Regions from separate parts of the Mus musculus genome. Here region 2 is linked to region 1. The links are chromatin contacts, called in public Hi-C maps. All regions are on one chromosome and are shown on one strand. The core of a region is the stretch at or near the end of the contact, and the rest is flanking DNA. Distances in the headings are between cores, read along the strand shown. Region 1 has its middle 67 kb from the start of Gm25609. Region 2 has its middle 6.0 kb from the start of Gm25609.

Evidence for each region. A called contact is a pair of places that touch in the nucleus more often than the background predicts.
Region 2: a contact with region 1 is called in a Hi-C map of Sertoli cells, with 2.8 times the contacts expected there. The contact joins two enhancer-like sites. A contact is called at or near these places in 14 of 484 Hi-C or Micro-C datasets (the HL-1 cell line, Sertoli cells, cumulus cells and 5 more).

What each region holds. Positions count from the first base shown.
Region 1 is chr1:137,145,727-137,151,779 of GRCm38.p6, reverse strand. No RefSeq gene overlaps it. Among named protein-coding and RNA genes, the nearest start is that of Gm25609, 67 kb to the left of the region's middle. Within about 2 kb of position 3,634, at least 10 of the 459 cell types and tissues checked have an H3K27ac peak or open chromatin away from gene starts, as enhancers often do.
Region 2 is chr1:137,218,645-137,224,697 of GRCm38.p6, reverse strand. No RefSeq gene overlaps it. Among named protein-coding and RNA genes, the nearest start is that of Gm25609, 6.0 kb to the right of the region's middle. Within about 2 kb of position 3,412, at least 19 of the 459 cell types and tissues checked have an H3K27ac peak or open chromatin away from gene starts, as enhancers often do.

The DNA of each region.
Region 1 (6,053 bases), core at 2,385-4,884:
AAGAAATTAAAGAAGATCTCAGAAGATGGAAAGATCTCCCATGCTCATGGATTGGCAGGATCAACATTGTAAAAATGGCTATCTTGCCAAAAGCAATCTACAGATTCAATGCAATCCCCATCAAAATTCCAACTCAATTCTTCAACGAATTGGAAGGAGCAATTTGCAAATTTGTCTGGAATAACAAAAAACCTAGGATAGCAAAAAGTCTTCTCAAGGATAAAAGAACTTCTGGCGGAATCACCATGCCAGACCTAAAGCTTTACTACAGAGCAATTGTGATAAAAACTGCATGGTACTGGTATAGAGACAGACAAGTATACCAATGGAATAGAATTGAAGATCCAGAAATGAACCCACACACCTATGGTCACTTGATCTTCGACAAGGGAGCTAAAACCATCCAGTGGAAGAAAGACAGCATTTTCAACAATTGGTGCTGGCACAACTGGTTGTTATCGTGTAGAAGAATGCGAATCGATCCATACTTATCTCCTTGTACTAAGGTCAAATCTAAGTGGATCAAGGAACTTCACATAAAACCAGAGACACTGAAACTTATAGAGGAGAAAGTGGGGAAAAGCCTTGAAGATATGGGCACAGGGGAAAAATTCCTGAACAGAACAGCAATGGCTTGTGCTGTAAGATCGAGAATCGACAAATGGGACCTAATGAAACTCCAAAGTTTCTGCAAGGCAAAAGACACCGTCAATAAGACAAAAAGACCACCAACAGATTGGGAAAGGATCTTTACCTATCCTAAATCAGATAGGGGACTAATATCCAACATATATAAAGAACTCAAGAAGGTGGACTTCAGAAAATCAAATAACCCCATTAAAAAATGGGGCTCAGAACTGAACAAAGAATTCTCACCTGAGGAATACCGAATGGCAGAGAAGCACTTGAAAAAATGTTCAACATCCTTAATCATCAGGGAAATGCAAATCAAAACAACCCTGAGATTCCACCTCACACCAGTCAGAATGGCTAAGATCAAAAATTCAGGTGACAGCAGATGCTGGCGAGGATGTGGAGAAAGAGGAACACTCCTCCATTGTTGGTGGGAGTGCAGGCTTGTACAACCACTCTGGAAATCAGTCTGGCGGTTCCTCAGAAAACTGGACATAGTACTACCGGAGGATCCAGCAATACCTCTCCTGGGCATATATCCAGAAGATGCCCCAACAGGTAAGAAGGACACATGCTCCACTATGTTCATAGCAGCCTTATTTATAATAGCCAGAAGCTGGAAAGAACCTAGATGCCCCTCAACAGAGGAATGGATACAGAAAATGTGGTACATCTACACAATGGAGTACTACTCAGCTATTAAAAAGAATGAATTTATAAAATTCCTAGCCAAATGGATGGACCTGGAGGGCATCATCCTGAGTGAGGTAACACATTCACAAAGAAACTCACACAATATGTATTCACTGATAAGTGGATATTAGCCCCAAACCTAGGATACCCAAGATATAAGATATAATTTGCTAAACACATGAAACTCAAGGAGAATGAAGACTGAAGTGTGGACACTATGCCCCTCCTTAGATTTGGGAACAAAACACCCATGGAAGGAGTTACAGAGACGGAGTTTGGAGCTGAGATGAAAGGATGGACCATGTAGAGAATGCCATAGCCAGGGATCCACCCCATAATCAGCATCCAAACGCTGACACCATTGCATACACTAGCAAGATTTTATTGAAAGGACGCAGATGTAGCTGTCTCTTGTGAGACTATGCCGGGGCCCAGCAAACACAGAAGTGGATGCTCACAGTCAGCTAATGGATGGATCATAGGGCTCCCAATGGAGGAGCTAGAGAAAGTAGCCAAGGAGCTAAAGGGATCTGCAACCCTATAGGTGGAACAACATTATGAGCTAACCAGTACCCCGGAGCTCTTGACTCTAGCTGCATATATATCAAAAGATGGCCTAGTCGGCCATCACTGGAAAGAGAGGCCCATTGGACTTGCAAACTTTATATGCCCCAGTACAGGGGAATACCAGGGCCAAAAAGGGGGAGTGGGTGGGCAGGGGAGTGGGGGTGGGTGGATATGGGGGACTTTTGGTATAGCATTGGAAATGTAAATGAGTTAAATACCTAATAAAAAATGGAAAAAAAAAAAAAAAAAAAAAGAAGTGTGTCACTGGGGGAGGAGGGAGAAGGGCAGTGAGCTTTGAGGTCTCCGGACCAAGTGTCTCCTTCTCTCCCAGTCTGCTGCTTGTGCATCAGCATGCAAAGCTCTCAGCAATGTCTCCAGCACCATACCTGTCTACCTCCCACCATGAGGATAGTGGCCTAACCCCCTGAAACTGTAAGCAAGCCCCAAATTGAATGCTTTCCCTTAAAAGTCGCCTTGGTCGTGGTGTCTCTTCAGAGTTGGTACTGGAAACTTGGGAATTGCTGTGATAGGCCTGACCCTTATGTTTTTGGAAAAATATGGAAAATTTGAGAACTTTGGACTAGAAGAGCAGTTGAATACTTTAAGTGGTGCTTAATTGTATGTCCTAGCAGAAACTACAAGACAGTGGTGCTGAATATGGTATGTACGATGCAGGTCCAGCTCAAGACGTTTCAGAGGGAAGGCTCTTATCAGCTGGCCTAGAGACATTTCTTATGATATTTTGGCAAAGAATGTGGCTGTCCTTGTCCTAAAAATATGCATGGGGCAAAATTGAAGAGTTTTTTTGACTAATATATCATTTGCAGAGGATATTCAAGACAGCTTAGTAGTGACTATGTCATATGGGTTTTAGTGATCACTTTTGTGAATATCTACAATAAGAAGGAGAACGCAGGGCAAAGAGAGATACAAAAATGTACAGTTTGAGGAGAAAAAGATACCAGAGAATGTAACATTGGAACCAAGTCTTATGCTCAAATTGATTTAAAAAAAAAAGTTTCAAGAAAAGCTTAACACTAAATAGAATAAGGAGAAAGACTCCACCAAAAAAATCATGCAGATATAATTCAAGAAGGAGCCAAGTTTCAGCCCCACTAACCAGCAATAGTTGGCGACTTCCCAAGTGGTTCTAGATTTATGGTCAAGAAAAATAAAGGAAAGGGGCTGTGTAATCTCTCTGGGATCAAGGAGATCTGCTGAGGCCAGGTGTAAGGTTGGGAAGTCCTTGCCTGGAAGCCTGAAGAGGTCACTGCAGGAAGCTGTGGAGGTCAAGCTTGGGTTGTATTGGAGATCCCATGAGATTGGAGATGCCAGAGCCATGGAATAGCTGCCTAACAGGAAGTGTACCCAGCCCAAGAGAGAGACATGCGTTGCAGTTAGCAACGCTGGAAGGGAAGAGCCCTCTAATAAAACCTTTAATACCAGACACGGAATCTGAGGGCAAAAGTTCTATTTTACGTTTTAATTACCGGACTCAAGAGATTCGTAAAAACAAAACTACCTCTAGCCTGAAAGACACACTTCTCCAAGGACAGATAAACTTAGAAGCCCCACTTGCCAAGGACAGATAACACCCTGGAATGCTCGGGGCTGCTCATATAAGACTATAAACCATGTGTTTCCATTTCTGTAAACAAGAGTGGTTACCCCCAATTGCACAGAATGTGCTTGGTCATACATAGGCAAGAAGTGAGTCAGGATGTATGCTTGCCCCTGATCTGGATGTAGGCAGGAAGGGTTTTGTCTTTATAAGCACCAGACTCATGTAATTCATGGCCACTCTCTGGAAATCTCCGGAAAGGGGACTTGGCTCCTGGCCAGTATTTAGTAAAGCTTGCTTCAAATATGGCTCAAAAACTGTGATAGTGTCTTAGTCTCACCTGCTGGGGTTAACGGGAGTTGCAGTTTGGAGTTTCCCCTGTCTTGCTTTGGTCCAGGAGTTCCTCACTATGCTCCCTTAGCTCACTGCTGGGATAGTAGTGTAGATTCTGTACCATTGTCTGGTGGAGGTACGTGGCATGCTTTTTGGTTCTGATTTTACAGGGGTTTACAGTTAAGAGATTGCTTTGGACTTTAGGCTGTTAAACAGTATTGAGTCGGAAAGACTATATCGACTTCTGAGGTCGACTAAATGCATGTTCCATTCTGATATGGCTACAGGCCTATGAGAGCCAGGGAGTGTGGGTTTGAATGAAATGGGTCCCACAAGTTCATACATTTGCATACTTGGTCCATAGTTGGTGAACTGTTTAGGAAGAGTTAAAAGGTATGGTTTTGTTGGAGGAACTGTGTCTTTGTTGGAAGATGTGTCATTGGTGGTAGGTTTTCATGTTTCCTCTCTCTGTCTCTGTCTGTCTGGGGGGTCGGGGGGGGGGATCAGGATATAAAGCTCTCAGCTACTACTCCAGTGCCATGCCTGCTTTCCACTATGACTAACCCTCTGAAACTGTAAGCATGCCCCAAATAAAATGTTTTCTCTTATAACTTGCCTTGATCATGGTATTTCTTCACAGAAATAGAACAGTAACTAAGATATCATACACATGTATTCCTCTGTCTTTCTTCTTCCATTAATCTAACTCTTGTGGTTCCTCAATACTCCATCTTCTTATTCCATATTCTCTTCTAGGCTTTTACATTTACCCCCATGCTTTCCTCTTCAGTAGAACCATTAGCAGCTTCTAAGCATGTGATTCTAGGGTTGATGTATCTTCTGAGGCATAGTCTCATATGCTGTATGGCTTCCCAAAGCCTATGTTTCAAAGGTACTTGGTGCTGGGTACCCCACACTCTGATCTTGATTTAAGTATCCAAAACACCTTTTCTTCCACTGGTATTGTGTAGCCTAGAAAACAGCATAATTAACTCAATTTGTGCCAGAAAGATGGAAACTCCTTGGTCTTTTCTCATCTAGTTCCATATCCATCCCTACCAGCACATCCAGCTGTTTCTATACTGCAAATATCTCGAGAGTCTCTATTTCTACACCTGTAGTGTAATCTCCTCCAGGTAGGACTCCCCCTGCCAAGCTAGTCTCACTTCTTAATGGTGTGGAGGCTTCATAAAGAGACTAATATTATGCACCTGTGGTGGTTTGAATGAAAATGAACCCCATAGGCTCCCAGGAAGTGGCACTATTAGGAAGTGTGTCCTTGTTGGAATAGGTATTCCCTTGTTGGAGAAAGTATGTCAGTTGGGGTAAGGTTTTAAAGTGTCACTCTCTCTTCCTGCTGCCTGCCAATCCAGATGTAGAACTCTTTCTCATCCAGCACTGGGTCTGCCTGTACTGCCATCCTTCTTGTCATGAAGATAATGAACTAACCCTCTGAACCTGTAAGACAGACCAATTAAATGTTTTCCGTATATAAGAGTTGCTGGAAGGGAGGAACTGGAGAGATGTCTCAGTGGTTAAGAGCACTGTCTGTTCTTCCAAAGGTCCTGAGTTCAATTCCCAGCAATCACTTGGTGACTTAACAACCATCTGTAATGGGATCTGGTACCCTTTTCTGGTGTCTGAAGAGAGTGATAGTGTATGCACAGTCATAAAATAAATAAATAAATAATTTTTTAAAAAAAGAGTTGCCATGGTCACGGTTTCTCTTCACAGCAATAGAAACCCTAAGACAGCACCTGTCATCTACAGGGTCATCTCACTCTTTGACATTTCCTCTGATATGTTGTCACCTGTTCGCTGCTGAGGCTATCTATGGTATACTCTCTTCTCCAAGTTTCACATTTGAAATTTACCAACCTTTTCTTCATGGTTCCTCTGTTCTATCAAACTAGCATTTGTCACTTGCCTTCCACACCTATGGACCCAACCGTGGATTGAAAAATATTAACCAGAATTGACTTCACTGAATAGCAACATATTTCAGTCATTGCCGTCAATATAGTACAGACAGTATCATAACAATTTAGACTATATTGGGCATTATAGGTAATGCTGAGATGAACTGAATATAATGTACAGGAGATATTCATAGGTTATATACAAAGAGTTCATAGCTCTACATAAGGGACCTGAATATTCCTAAGTATGGTTGGCTGGGGCTCTCTATTTCCCTTTGTCCTGACTCATGTAATGGGATACTAGGATAGAATATCTCTTTCTGCCTTACTTTGTACTATTGGTCTTC
Region 2 (6,053 bases), core at 2,163-4,662, 73 kb before region 1:
CACCAACAACCCTGTCCTGTTTCTCCACATGAATGTCCACAATTCTGATGCCCCATGAAAGGCAAGGATGTCTCTCCTCTTTGTGCTGTCTCTGCTCTCATTCTTCAGCCCCCAGCTCAAACTCAACACTCTCCCTCCCTAGACTCCCATTGCACAAGATGAGAGAGAGAGAGAGAGAGAGAGAGAGAGAGAGAGCGAGAGCGAGCGCTTGGAGAATGAATTAGTCCTCCTGCCTAAATTCTGAGGCAGATGAACTCACAGACAAGAGAGTGCTCATATTTACAGTGTGTCTTCGTGTGATGAGAACCACATCTCCCCTTTGGTGAGGTCATTCTACTGTGCTGATGAAGTCCCCAACACTGGATGCCACCACTGGGCATCAGAGAAGCAAACTATCTGCCTGTCACTCATGTTGGGAGGAAGAAGAAATGAACTTGATGTTCTAAGAGGCATCCACGAAAGGTTGCCCTCCATCTGACAAGGCTCAGCTTCTACCCACATCCCCATATCACTAGCAAAGTAAATCCCTCTGCTGGGCACATGACTGCCAGCCCACTCGGTGCTGAAATGAGCCCCTGATGCAGGCAGATGAAGCTTGGTCTCAAAGAACAGAAAGTCTTGTAGGAAATAGGGATGGATGAAAGCCTGTAAGGTTCTAATGGGAAGTGAGTGAGAAGACCGTGTCATCAGAGAGCACATTGCTGCAGACAGCATGATTACTGCTGTGGAGTGAGAGATAGAGCTGGGCAGAGCAAAAGTGTAGATTCTCCAGGCAACCTATTCCAACGTGAGGAAGAATCCCATGCAAACAACAGAGATGGAGTTCCAGAAAGAGAGCCCTGTGCATGGATAGAAGGTGCTGGAGAATCCTTCCACAGAGCTCAGGGGTTCTGACACCCTGAGGAATATATTGCTCACAGAATATACTCAAAGCCACTGTTCTTAACGTTAGCTGTGGTTTTAGTCTCTCAAAGGCCTTGGCAAAGTGTGTTGCTAATTGAAAAATAAAAATAAATAAACAACAGAGTACTGAAAGAAAAGCCAGACTCTCCTACCTCTGGACAGTTGGTGCTGGGCTCCGCAGGGAAAACCTTAAGGAGAAAAATCAGGAAGACCTCAAAGGTGATATTTATAAAGGGCAAAATAGTTAATAGACTGTCAGAGGGAGAAGTTTATTAAGCCAAGCAATTAGCTCTTTATTTCAAAGGCCTGTGGTAAGACGTAATGAAAAAGGAAGAAGAAAAAAAAAAAAAAAAAAACCCACCACACAAGGTAATTGTAGTATCCAGGGAAGGCACAGACTTAATGAGCGTTTGTTAAGTACTTGGTGCCTTTAAAGTGGCTCTCAAGTGTTTTCTTATCAGCTCACAGTAGACAGCAGATACAGGTCTCTCTGTGGTAGTCCACGTCCTCGTGGAAGTCACAGTGAAACACTGAGACCTTAGAGTGCCGAGCAGCAGGCTTCCGGTGGGTCTGGCCAATCAGATGATAGCACACTACGTTACCGGTGGCCCAGATGGAGGTCAGCATGGATGGGAAGAGCCCGTCTACACCAGTGTGATCCCTGGAGGCACGTGGACTCAGGCAAATGAGCTGAGTAAAGTAACACAACTCGGATTCCCAGCTAGACTGAACTCCAGACTACAGACCCTCGCAGAGTGGTCCTCTGGGGTACCACAGTTTTGGTCAACATAGTGTTAAAACAGGACGGGTGGGAAGCCTAGAACAGCCAAGAAGAAGCCCCGCATTGAGCAGACATTTCAGTCAGTTCTCACTGCAACCCTACAACCCATCTGGATGGTTTCTGTTTTACAGATAAGGAATCGGTGACTCTGGACAGGTGCCACACTGGGTCCTCTGGCCACAAGAAGTCAGCCAGCCTGGATGGGAATACAAGTCTGTCTCACTCACTCAGAAATTCAGGATAATTTAGAAACTACTCATATTTCTTCTCACTGTAATTTCTATAATCTGCAGTGCCTTGTCTACTTTTGAGACGTACTATGCATTTTCTGAATCAAAACCATGTTGTCTAGATCTGGAGATATATGGGGTTGCTTCCTTCCTGGTTATCTGAAAGGACATTGGGAAAAATATTACAATACGTAATTCAAAACGCAGAGGCAGACAAGGGCGCAGACTTTACACGGACAGAATTAAAAGAGGGGAAATGAGAAAGTAACTAAATAAAAACCGAGCAACTGGATGACTAAAACTTTTAATTATCTAAAGATAAATTCATGTTTTTAAGAAATTAATTAAGTATCTGAGTAGTGAGGTGATCACACTCCTCAATTGATTTGATTAACATTCTAAGGAAATATGAAGTCATATTGACAATATTAGAAAATTTTGTATGCATGATAAAATATGCATAAGGAAAATATCACAGCAGTGGGGAGTGCCATAGAAAAAGTATATGATGTCAATTTTTCTAAAAACAAATCATGTTTTCAGTTGAAGTGAAAAACTATTAATTCTCTTTAGCAATGTGAATGTGTCTTAGAAAATAAGGTGAATATGTTACCCCTTAGCCCATCTTGCCTTCCCTTGTGTTCAAGTGAACTCAGAGATTGGCAGTGTCTTAGCGTGAAACACAATTAGTGTTCACAGATAAAGGAGATTACGACCAGAGGTCGTTCCTACTCCAAACACTCCGTCCCAAAACCCACAACCTAAAGCTTATCCCGGGTCGGTTGGTCCAGAAAACTGCTCATCACTAGCCCCTCCCATTTCCTCGGTCTTCTGACCTTCCCCCAGCTGGTCAGCCAGCCCCACAATCCATTAGACGCCGCGGCAAAAATCAAATGTATCCACGCTGGAGCTGTAATTCAATTCATCTTCTCCTTGGGTTTCCTCTGCTCTGTGCCAGGGTCATTTGTAAAGCCATCACTCACTCCAAACAGTTGCACCTGTGCTGCTATTGAAACGCCCCTTCCTCTAGAGGCCAGCCCTCCCTCGCCTCCATCCTCCCAGGCACCCCGGGTCCCCATTGCCCTTTTCCCAGGCACAAAAGCTTTCCTCTGCGAGGGAGGAACGCTAGAATTCCCCCAAGCCTTGGCAAGGAAATATTTAAATGTGATCTGAGGCTCTTCCTTTGTTTTATTTTTCTTCCTAGGGAAATTAATCTCTCTGAGGTATTCAGTGGATTCTTTTGCGCTTCCGTGAGGCAATACCATCCTGCGGGGCGTTAAGTGCTCACAGCTTGCAAAAGCTAAATATTTTCTTTTTTTTTTTTTTTTTTTTTCCTGCCGACACAGATGATACGTGCCTGGTTTCCTCAACCATCTCTAATTGAATACTTTGCTTCCTTGAAATTGTTTTAAACTTGGCTGTGAGAAATGTAGCGATGGACACCCAAGCCTCCCCGACTGGCAAGCGAGGCAGAATGCCTGGCAGCTGTGGCTCTCTAAGAGGTGCCCCCTCCTGACCCATAGTTCCTTGGCTGCTAACAAGCTGGAGAACTAAGCTCCCCTATCACGTCACTTCCTGTCTGCCGCTCCTTGACTATCACCTTTGGCTCCTAGAGGAAACCCCAAGCACTGATTTTTTTACCTTCCGAAGTCTGAAAGGACTTCCAAAGTCAAGCTGGTCCTAAACTCTGCCCTGTGTGAGGTTGGACCACTCACTCACCTTCGCTGACTTCACCTTCGTTATTTATACAATGTTAAGATGATACCAACCCTATAGGGCTGCCGTTATCTCTAGCACAATACCTGGCACACACTTGTATTGACCGTGTTCGTTTTTCTTTTCCATCTATTTTTTTTTTAACATCTTTAAAAGTTGTTGATGAGAGACAAGCTGTACCTCCTAGACCTAGCCATCTTTTAGGGCTAACAAAGGCTACCCTATGGCCCAGAACCCATCCAAGATGCTCATGCTTAGCCTGACCTAAGCTCTTTCCCTCTCCTGCCTCACTGTTCCCAGAGAAACCCCATTAAAGACACTAGCCATGGCTTTTCTGGATCTGCCCTTTCCTACTGACCCACCCTGGTACTAGCCCCCACCCCCACCCCCACCCCCGCCACCGTTGCCGCCCCCACCCCTCCTGTTCCTGGGGTACTGGGGTGGCAGCAAGCTTTCCTGTCACTACTCTTGACCTCTGTGTGAGCTCCCTCAGTCACAACTCAATAGATTAAATGAGGACAATATTTAATTAATGTAAATGTCTCTCCTTCCCACGCTGTCATTTAAGTTAGTGAATGGCCACAAATCATGATTAGATACAGTGGACAAAGACACGAGCCCGGTCTGTGGCTATCAGCACAAAGGGGTTGGAAGACCCGATGGTGGGGAGGCTACTGCGCATGGGCTTCAGCAGGGTGCAGGGGCCCCTTGAGAATGTGCGTTCCCTGATACTGTTGACCCTGGCTCCCTGGACAGTATTTTGAGAATTGTAGTTCTGGGGCATGTGAAAATGAGCAGTTGCATTTAACAACTGCTCTATTGGGATAAACAAGACTCAAGAGGATTAAAACCAAAGTTTGGGGACAGTATCAACAAAGGCCACCAACATAGAAAGGAGGTGTCTGGTTGGCTTGAACCTTGATCTCTGGAATAAGAGCACCTTCCTGATCTTTGAGGAAAGATGACCCAGTGTTGTCTAGGGTGTTGCTGTTTGTTTGTTCGTTTGTTCGTTTGTTCGTTTGTTTGTATGTTTTAGATGAGGGTCACTTGTCCCTCTTTTCCATGTGTTTTTGGCTCATGTGACATGGCCAGTGTTAGTATGGACAGTGTGTCCACTGCAGTAGACTCTCTGTACCCTGCTTTGGAAATAGCAGACAACGGTGACTCAAGCTGTCATCTGACAATAGGACAGCAGAAGGGGGGACTCACCAGGCCACAGGTGTGGCCAGCCAGGCATTGGCAGGCCAGGCAGCAGCAACGTACCTCAATACTTAGAAAGTGGCCCTGTAGGCTAATCCTCAGAGGGGTTCTCTAAGGTGGTGAGCAAAGGTTCTGGCCCATTACCTCCAGGCTCTAAAGGATGCAGCCTGGTTCCTTAGGTCAAACCCCTAGATTTTCCTTCCTCTCTGCCCCTTCCAGTCCCTTTTCTGTAAAATGAAACTAAGCATGCATCGTTAATTCTCTATGGCTGGTTTGTATGTGACTTACCAGGTTTCTCATCTAAATGTAAACTGAAATTGTTTTTCTTTTCTTTTCTTTTTCTCCCCCCCCCCCTTTTTTTTAAGATTGCCACATTCGCAGTGCCACTCACGGGCTGAAGAGATGGTTCAGCAGTTTGGAAGGTAATCTATTCTTGCAGACGATGGGAGTTCAATTCCTACGTCAGATGGCTCACAACCATCTGTGACTCTGACATCTTCTAGACTCGCCGGGCACTGTACACGTGTACACATTCACATGAAAAGAAAAAGAAGATTTTTAACAAAAGCTGGGGACACGCTCAGCACATGTCAAGTCAGCATAGTTCAGAAATACAGATTATTCCCACATCAGCCTGCGTCAAGGCTGGCTTCGTCCTGGGTTCCCCAGCAGGTCTGCCGTGTCCATACTGTTGCTGAGGGTGGATAGTAGAACCAGCTCCTCTGCATGCGGGACTAAGAGAGCAAGGCAGAGTGAGCAGAGCAAGCCAGCCCAGGGCAAGATCAGAGTTATTTTGAATTTCAGGTACATTCACCCCCAGAGCTCGGGATACGCTTACAATGAAAATATAAAATCAAATACAATTCCTCCCTGTTCTAGAAGATTCCTCAAAGATCTCCCACGGGCACTACACTATAGGGGTGTCGGAAGGAGGGAAACGGTGCAGACGTTCAGAAGCTGAATCCTGCAGGGAACAGGAACAGACGAGTGTGCAAAGCCCCTTCCCTCTGCCGTGAGCAGCTGCTGCGGTCCCACGCTGCGGTCAGGAAGGCTTGTTAACTACAGCCCAGCACCACTTTATAAACCATTACCCACTTCCTGTGCATTAACATTACCAAACAGCAAGGGACAACTTGTAAGCTATTATCCTGCAGCCCAGCCTTGCATCCAAAACATTAGCTCACCGTAGTAGTGCATTTGTGCATTTCAAAATAGGGCCGCTC